Linked DNA regions of Gasterosteus aculeatus: region 2 is linked to region 1. The links are chromatin contacts, called in public Hi-C maps. All regions are on one chromosome and are shown on one strand. Each heading gives the region's core, a stretch centred on a gene start, on an enhancer-like site or on the middle of the called end of the contact. The rest is flanking DNA. Distances are from core to core; before and after follow the strand shown.

Region 1 (4,171 bases), core at 486-2,985:
AAGGGTGGAGAAGGGTGGAGAAGAGGGGGGGGGGGGGGTGAACTCTTACTTGCAGTCTCTGTCCTCCAGATCAAAATGCGGATTGAAGTTGATGAGGATCTTCTGACCAGGCTCGGGGGCCGTTATGACCCACACGCACTGCTGGGAGGGCGGGTAGGCGCCCGGGTAGCCCGGGGACGTCAGGTAGTCCGCGGCGTGTATCTCGATGTTCCCCCCGCATTGACCTGGAGAGGCACAGAAAGTTAGCGGAGTCGTTAGCGGAGACAGACGCGGACGTCGCGGGACAGACAGACAGCGCGTTTTATCGCGCGGGATCGAACTGCACCAGCGAGGGGAGTGACGCTGCCGAGACCTCCAGATGGGGGTCTCCGTAAATCCACACATCCACCACCCAGAGCAGAAACCGCGTCGACGGGAAAGCTCTGGTTTCTGCGCCTTCGCGCGTTAAGACTATAAATCCAATCCCGGTGGATTCCATCATCTTTAATGAGGTGATCAAACTCTCGGATTGCGCTGCTCTTTTGAAAAGGGTGGGGTATGTGAAGTGAGGTATGCGGGGTATAACGTGAGGTATGCGCCCGCCGTAAGGTGCGACCGCGCACCAGAAAGGTGGAGCGAGCCGCCTGCTGCTCCACCAGCACACGGCCCGCGTGATTACCTTTAATTTTCCCCATTGAATGATTTATGAAATTTGCTTGTAGCCCCAAATCAAGCTTCAGTGGCACGCGCGCGCAAAAGCGCCAAAATGCGCCATAATGTCGTTATAATAATATAATAATAATAGTGTGATAATACACTGCTACTACTTTATGCTTATTTCCCCGAACGTAATCCTTATTTACATATATTAGAGTAAACAGTGTTGAATCCCTGCAGGCTCCCTGCTCCCGGGGGGGGGGGGGGGGGGGGATGCATAACAGGTGAGAGGCAACAATGGTGCAAAAATGATGCAAAAGTGGATCAATGCTCAGCGCGCAGCCTGCCTGTTGTCAAGCCACCGCACGCGCGCAGCAACCTACCGGTCTGAGCCAACGGAGCCACCAGGGTGACTCGGGAGAGGAGGAACAACAGCAACCCGCTCCGCATCCTCACATTGTCCAACGCGCACATTGTGTAAAACAAGAGAAAGACCAAAGCAAAAAAAAAAAACTCCTGTGTGTGTGAGGGGGGGTTACGTCCAGAAAGAGACAAGACAATAGTCTCAAAGTGTGAGATGTGCTCGTCGTAGGGTCCCCGGCATCCTGCGGGCTTCAGCGCGAGATCCCCGGTGGTGCCGGGGGGAGACAACTCGCCCTCCCCCGGAATGAAGGGAAAGGGAGAATAATCCAAAAGCTAAAAACAAGAAGAAAAAAAATCCGTCGGCCAGAAGTGTCCGCTGTGCGTCCCGGTGGTCGTACTTCCGAGGGGAGAATGTTTCCCGCTGAGGAGGAGAAATCTGTGGTTGAGCGCTATTCTGATCCAACGGACATCTGAGCGCTGCTCTCCAAGATCTGCGCTCCTTGTTTCAGCTCTCTCTCTCTCTCTCTCTCTCACGGCAGCGACTGACCGACCGTCACAGCAGAAATGTTCAGAAATACGAGTCGAGCCGGGAAAGTAACAAGCGGAATTTCCACTCCCCGGATCCCCGCTGCGCGCAACCGGGCGACCTCCGACCAAACAGACGAGCGGACTGACAACCCGGTGCGCCCTCTGTGCGCTGCCGACGCATGCGAGAGAGGGAGGGAGGGAGAGAGAGAGAGGGAGGGAGGGAGGGGCTGCGCACGCAGACTCCCCGCTGGCTGAGGGTCTGGCAGGAGGTGTGAGCAGTGCGCGACTCCACGTCTGAGCTTCGTCCCAAACGAGAGACGGATTCCTTCCACTCGTGACCGCGCGCGTTCAGGCTGGTTCAGTTTGTCTGTTTGGAAGATTCAAATGCAGAATGTACTCAACAATATTCTACAGGATTCTTCTTGTTTTTACAATGACCTTTTTTGGGGGGGGCTTCGGTTTGATCAAATAATACCTACATGAGTTCATGTAAAATGTATTTTTGAAGGTTACATAAGTCAACTACTGACTGGATCGAGTATATTTATAGATATTCAAACAAGTTTTATCCCGAAATAGATGCGCGGCGTCTCGGAAACAGACAAATCGCTGCTTGTTTGTTGTCCTTTCTCCACGTCAACCTGGATGAAATGTGACAGGAGAGCTTCCTCCTTCATAATGATCTCTAGGCCCCATGAAGGTCATTCAGGCTGACATCAAATTTGACTACATTTGTTCGCTCTTTTAAATGTTGCCTACAAAGAAGCATTTGCACGTTGTCTTGCATTTTGCATTAAAAGCCGCCGGCTCATCACGTGAGAGGAGACGAGCTGTTCCAGGACAGAAGGTGTCCTCACGTAGGTTCAGCTCAAGGACACTGAGGAGTCTCAACTGTGGGACTCACACGTTCTCACGTTACACAGTTTGCCCAAAACATGTTGATCTGTAAGTTTATTCACCGTTTCCCCCAAAAGTACCTGAAAAAACGTTGACAGGTGAGTGAGGGAGAGAATGAGTTTGTGGTGCTGAGGTGAACAGACTCTCCCAGGTGTTTCCGTTCATTAGAACCTGCTTGCTCTGCACTTCTTCAGCCTACACAAAAGATTTAGAAGTGATTATCAGACACTATAAGAGCTGCTAATGACCCGAACAACACGCACAAGCCGTTGTTCCTTAATGAAATCCACAGTCTCCCAATCTGGTGATTTTACATTTCGGAGATAACCTGAGCTGGTTTAGGGGTTTTTCTCTTAATGGGCTGAAAAAAAAAGTGTTAACCACTGAAGGTCACTGCCTAAGCTTTAGCATTAAATATTAAAGCCCAACCATAATCGTGTAATATTATAAGAGCAGCGACAGACCGAGTTACTCATTACGACGTCACGTTCGGCTTTAACATATTGGAAATACTCTCACGGCCCCCCGAAGGGGGCACACCGAGTGAAGCGGCCTCAAGATAACGTCTTAAACGCTGGAACGGAAGACGAGCACATCGGGGACGCAGCGAGGTCGAGGGACGCAGTGAGTCTGCATCGTCGAGAGCTCAGCGGACAGACGTCCATGTCTCCAACAAGATGCTCGCTGGGATTCCAGATTTGGTGTCGCCGCACTCGTGCGCGTCGGCTGGCGGGGGACAACAAAAGGATCCTTGGCAGCGCCACTCGCGGCGCCGCCTGACGCAAATAGCCTCAGTGGCAAAGTGTGCAAAGCGAGAACGCAACTGTGACGACTCGAAGAGACTGTGAAGATTAACTTCCTGTTTTCTTTTTGGAACCACGGCACTTCCTGTATCTAGTTTCCCCCCACAGCTGAGTTTAGTTTGCAATCACCCCCACCTGTATTTAAGCCTCAGTTCCCCACTTGTCTGTGTCAGGTTATCTTTTGTCCTTCCTAGAGGTACATGTTTGTTGTTAAATTCCCAGTGCTGTTTTTGTAATCTTGTTTCTACTTTGTTGCCAGGCTCTCTTCCTTTTTGTTTCTTCAAGAGCGTGTGGATTCCGCCTTTGCCTGTGCCCCCTTTGTTTTGCATTAGTTTACTCTCCTAGTAAAAGATTCCAAACCTTGAAAGAATTTTCTGTTGCCTTATTGCTCTGCACCTGAGTCGAAGTCCTGACCCCTCACAACAACTCGCGGAGGAGATGAAACCGACGGCAGCGACGCTGCTGATGTTTCTGCTGAAGTGTTGGGAGCCATTAATCAGGATCCAATAAAAGGCCGATAAGAACTCAATGGATCTCGTCAATGCTCGTTGGTGTTTCACTCATCACGTCTGCGTTGAGGTGAGTTGGAGCGCGTGAGTGAGATGCAGAAAACTGCAACCATATGTTTGTTCATGAAAGGACATGTTTTTATGTTAATATGTACCTACAGAAAACATCTGTTATCCGTCATTGTGATATTAAACACGTCGAGGGGTCCAGCAGTAAAAGTGCTGCTCAGAGAACTTCCAGAACCTCGGATGGATAAAGAGAGCCTCCTCCAGGAGGAAGCATCAGAACCAGAAGGTGAGGGCCGGTGTGCGTGACGATACGAGCAGTTCAGTGAAACGCATCTCACCAGTGAGCGTAAAAACCCTCAAGTCGGAACCGGAACCTCAAGTAACTAAATATTAAAACAACGGTGTGATCATGTTTCCATGGTCGGT
Region 2 (3,996 bases), core at 7-2,506, 35 kb before region 1:
CCCGGTCTGAAGGGCTGAAGTCTCCTTTTTCGCCTCACGCTTTACTACTGCAGAGGGGCATTGTGGGTCTACGGGTCTGTTTAAATGCTCGCGATTTGTTTGCAAGTGTACCGTTCTGTCTTGTGCATGTTTGTTCTGCGACATATATTGTTCCATTCGCTTCATAGGTTTCTCGTCGGGCGGAGAGGTGGAGAACTGTAGTTCACGCGCAGCTTTCTCGTTTCTGTTAATCCATGAGCGTCATTGTCATAAACATCATGACGATTTTGGAGCGTGAGTGGTTATTTGGGACACGCGCGATCCTGGATTCAAGGTCATGCCTGTTTTTCTCTAAACATGCTATCGGTTTCCTCTTTCTAGGACCACCACCAGGCTGTCCACTCATGTTTACAAACCGGCATATGCTGTGCCGCCTACGCGCGAGCCAAACACTCGTATCCACTCGCGTGGCGTCCGCGGCCTCGCCGAGCCTTCCAGCCTCGTCTCCTGAGGAGCTGAGAAGATTAGCGAGGGGACGGAGGAGCGCCTAGATCTCCGTCTGCGGTGAGTCAGCGGGAGTCCGACGCTCCACCTCGTCCTCCTCCCCGCCATCTGGAACGCACGCGTGGGGCGGGACGGAGGAGAGGAGGCGGGGCCTCAGGAAGCGAGGACACACATCTCCTCCTCTCGGGGATCAGAAATCAGACGGCGCTCAGAGGTCAGGAGACAGTGAGTGTGACATGTGGGCACTGATGCTTTCATAGATGAAGAAGTGAATGAAATGATCCAACTGAGCTGCACCGCAGTCTTCTTCTCATTTACTTTTTTATCAACATCAACTTTTAGTCCAGAGAAAATTAAATTATGCAAAAAAACATTGTGCTGTAATTACATTATTGTGACTTTTTTAGTTTGTAGCTGAATAAACCCTCTTATTATTATGGATTTATGAATTTCACGTCACCTTTATTTATTTCTATTTTCCACATTTCTTTCCACTTGAACACATGTCACAGATGAATGGACACTTCCAGCCCGCAGTGGTTGCTTTTCTCCAATCCTAACAACCTCCAACACCCCCCCTGAGGGGAAACACGGGCGCCAGTGAAGCATAAACGTGGTGAATAATTAATCTGGATTGTTGGGATTGGAGGGATCTTGGGCAATGGATCCCGTTAATCGTGTTAATTCAGTCAGTCGGGTCAGACATGTCGGACCAACCTTGGGCTTGGTGGTGTTGTCCTCCTTGACGACGGTCCACTCGTCTCCGTCCAGGCTGTGTCCCACCTTGAACCTCTTCATGAAGACGTTCCTGTCGCGGTGTTTCCCCCCCTGGATCACCACGCCGCTCACCATCTTGTCCTGGCCCAGATCCACCTGCCGAGAGAAGGAGAAGATGAAGAGATAAAGGATTGTCCAGACATTCTGAATATATCATTTGGAAACCACAGGGAGCAGATGGCTTGAACCGGGTCAGCGGTTCTGACCATCGAACGCCACCCCTTCAAACTTTCAAAGGTCAGCGTCACGGCCCACCTGCAGCCACTCGTTCCTGAAGGGCTGCTTGGTCTGCTGGCCGGTCCAGCCCGACCTGCCCGTCAGCAAGCGGGCGTTTTCCGCCACCCAGCCCCGGTCGGCGTACGACGAGGCGCCGATCTGAGCATCCGAGATCTGACCGGAGACCATCCCCAGCATCCCCAAGCAGGGGTAGTCTGCAGAGAGAGAGAGAGGGGGGATGAGAAACGAGTACAGCACGATAAAAAAACGTCCTTATCTCGTCCCTCTAGTCAGCGGCTTTATCTGACGCCCTCTGGGTTTAAACTCGGGAGTGAAAAAGACCCGTCTCAACATCTCGAGGTGGAGCTACTTTCAACATGGAGTCATGAAGCTTCACGTCACGTGACTGTTTGGTCTCCATCACGGCTTCCCAGCTGCGCTGAAGACCGTCAGCGTTCACGGCACAAAACAGGCGTTTCAAACCAAAGGTCCGTAACACCGGTATAAACTATGAGCACGGGTACGACTGAATAGATGTGCGCTAAAGGAAGGACGCCACAAGTGGCCTTCAGGCTGTTAACCTAATACTGTTCAAGTATTAGGAAATAAAGTTGGATATTTACTGGATAACTGAGAGGTTTTAGCCGCGCTGTCTGGTTTCTCTGAATAAGAAAACTTAATTAAACTCTTAAAATATGTGGAAACAATGGTCCGGACATAGCGAGCAAAGTTAAGCCAATTAACGGGGTAGATCTAATATCCGGACTCAAACAGTCGCGGTCTCACGGAGACATTTGGATTCGCCGAATGCTTCCCGAGTTATATCAGCGGATTAACGGCCCGGGGACCTAAACTCCTCCGCAATGTGAATTTTACAGCCGCTCACTGTTGTTTCCTCCGTGTGCGTTCCTGCGTGTCTGTGCTCATGATAATGAAAATCCCCCCCCCCCGAGGATAGAAATAATGGGTTAAACGAGCAATTGCGAGCTTTTCCTTCCTGTATTTTATTACCTCTTTAAATCGCATGATTTGGATTAGAGAGATCGGTTTAGGATTAAACACAGAAATTGGATTAAAATTAAGTCAAAGAGGAATTTTGGAATGAATGACAGTTTCATGTTGCGTACTTACACGCACACTCGCACACACACACTTTCCCGACTGTGTCGTTACATCTCCTGAATCACCTGTCTAGCACTTTACGGCCTGCTCTCCTGTGAGTTAGGGTCTAGTATCTCTCCCACAGAGAGCTGCTCGTAGCACATCAAGGACTGAGCTTTATGTAACATTAGGGGGATGAGTAATGATGTCCCTGCGCTCCTCGGCAATGAATAACGGTGTCCTTCTGTGGGAGTTTGTGCTCGCCGCTTTATTTTAAATCAACAGAGAGCAGCAGGAGTTTCTCGCGCTGCAGCCAAAAAGATGTTGGTTTGATTCACGAGGCTCAGAAGTGAGAAAAACGCTTTTTACGGGAGGGAGTGCGGTCCGAAGGGAACGGATAAAAACCCGTCAAGGAGTCTTTTAAACTGTCGCTCATTTTGTTTTTACAGAAGGTGTGAACATTACTTGCTCTTTCCATCCCGGGAAAAACATTTGGTGTTTGTGCAAAGAACGCATGCATGTCTGTAAAAGACTGTTTGTATGAAATGTTCAACCAAAGTTCCCTGATTGTTGAATTAAGGAGACCTGATTGTAATGCATTGTTCAAATTTCAAAGTGTACGAGTACGCTGGAGTTTGTGTACTGGAGGCGTTTGCCGCCCCGCTGTACCTGACGTCCTGCAGCCGTAGACCTCAAAGCGCATGCAGATGCCTTGCTCCCAGGACATGGGGCGGACGCGGATGTGGCGAGCCAGAGTCGGTTTGGGGAGAAGGGAGCGGACCTCCTCCGTCGGGTTGAGGTTTCCCTGGAAGATCTGAGGACGGCGGCGAAAAGAACTACAGTTACTGGTCCTGTTACTTTGATGGCAACACGGTCACCATGGCGACCACAGCTCCTACTTCTCCTTCAACAATACTACTTTTACTTCTACTACGGGTTTTACTACCATTATTAAATGACTAAAATGATTACTACTTACACTACCACTGCTGCTGAAGCAACAATAGCACGAGTACTACTACACCCAAAACAGGGAGTGTGTATTTCACTACGGACCCAATGGTCGCTACCTTCTGCTTGTTGCCCTCCTTCACCGTGACCCAGTCCTCCCCGTTGGAGCTCAGGTCCACTTTGTACGAGCGGACGTAGTACTGCTTCTTGGTCTCTTTGGAGATGGCTCCCTGCGTCCCGATGGCGGTGACGAACCGGAGGAATCCCAAATCCACCTGGAGACCACGAAGGCACAAGATGCAGGTCAATGGGCGGATTGAGACTGAGGCAATTGAGGTCATCTGTTTTACATAGTTGCGTCATCTGCAAGGCCTGAACACAACGCGTTCCACATGAGACTGCAGGAAGAGTAGTTAGAAAACAATGGATAAAAAGTATATGGCTAAAAGAAATTAAAAAATAGTTTTA

What was found. A called contact is a pair of places that touch in the nucleus more often than the background predicts.
Region 2: a contact with region 1 is called in a Hi-C map of skeletal muscle, with 3 times the contacts expected there. The contact joins the enhancer-like site here to the promoter of LOC120816082 in region 1. A contact is called at or near these places in 2 of 6 Hi-C or Micro-C datasets (both in skeletal muscle).

The regions. Positions count from the first base shown.
Region 1 is chr3:16,142,400-16,146,570 of fGasAcu3.hap1.1, reverse strand. It overlaps LOC120816082 (neuropilin-1a), which reads right to left and starts at 1,735. Exons shown (of 18, transcript XM_040171398.2): 1 at 1,020-1,735; 2 at 50-224. The coding sequence starts at 1,110.
Region 2 is chr3:16,177,426-16,181,421 of fGasAcu3.hap1.1, reverse strand. LOC120816082 (neuropilin-1a) reads right to left here. Exons shown (of 18, transcript XM_040171398.2): 7 at 3,648-3,803; 8 at 3,247-3,391; 9 at 1,516-1,691; 10 at 1,201-1,356. Among protein-coding and RNA genes, the nearest start is that of LOC120816084, 16 kb to the left of the region's middle. Within about 2 kb of position 1,256, at least 1 of the 9 cell types and tissues checked has open chromatin away from gene starts, as enhancers often do.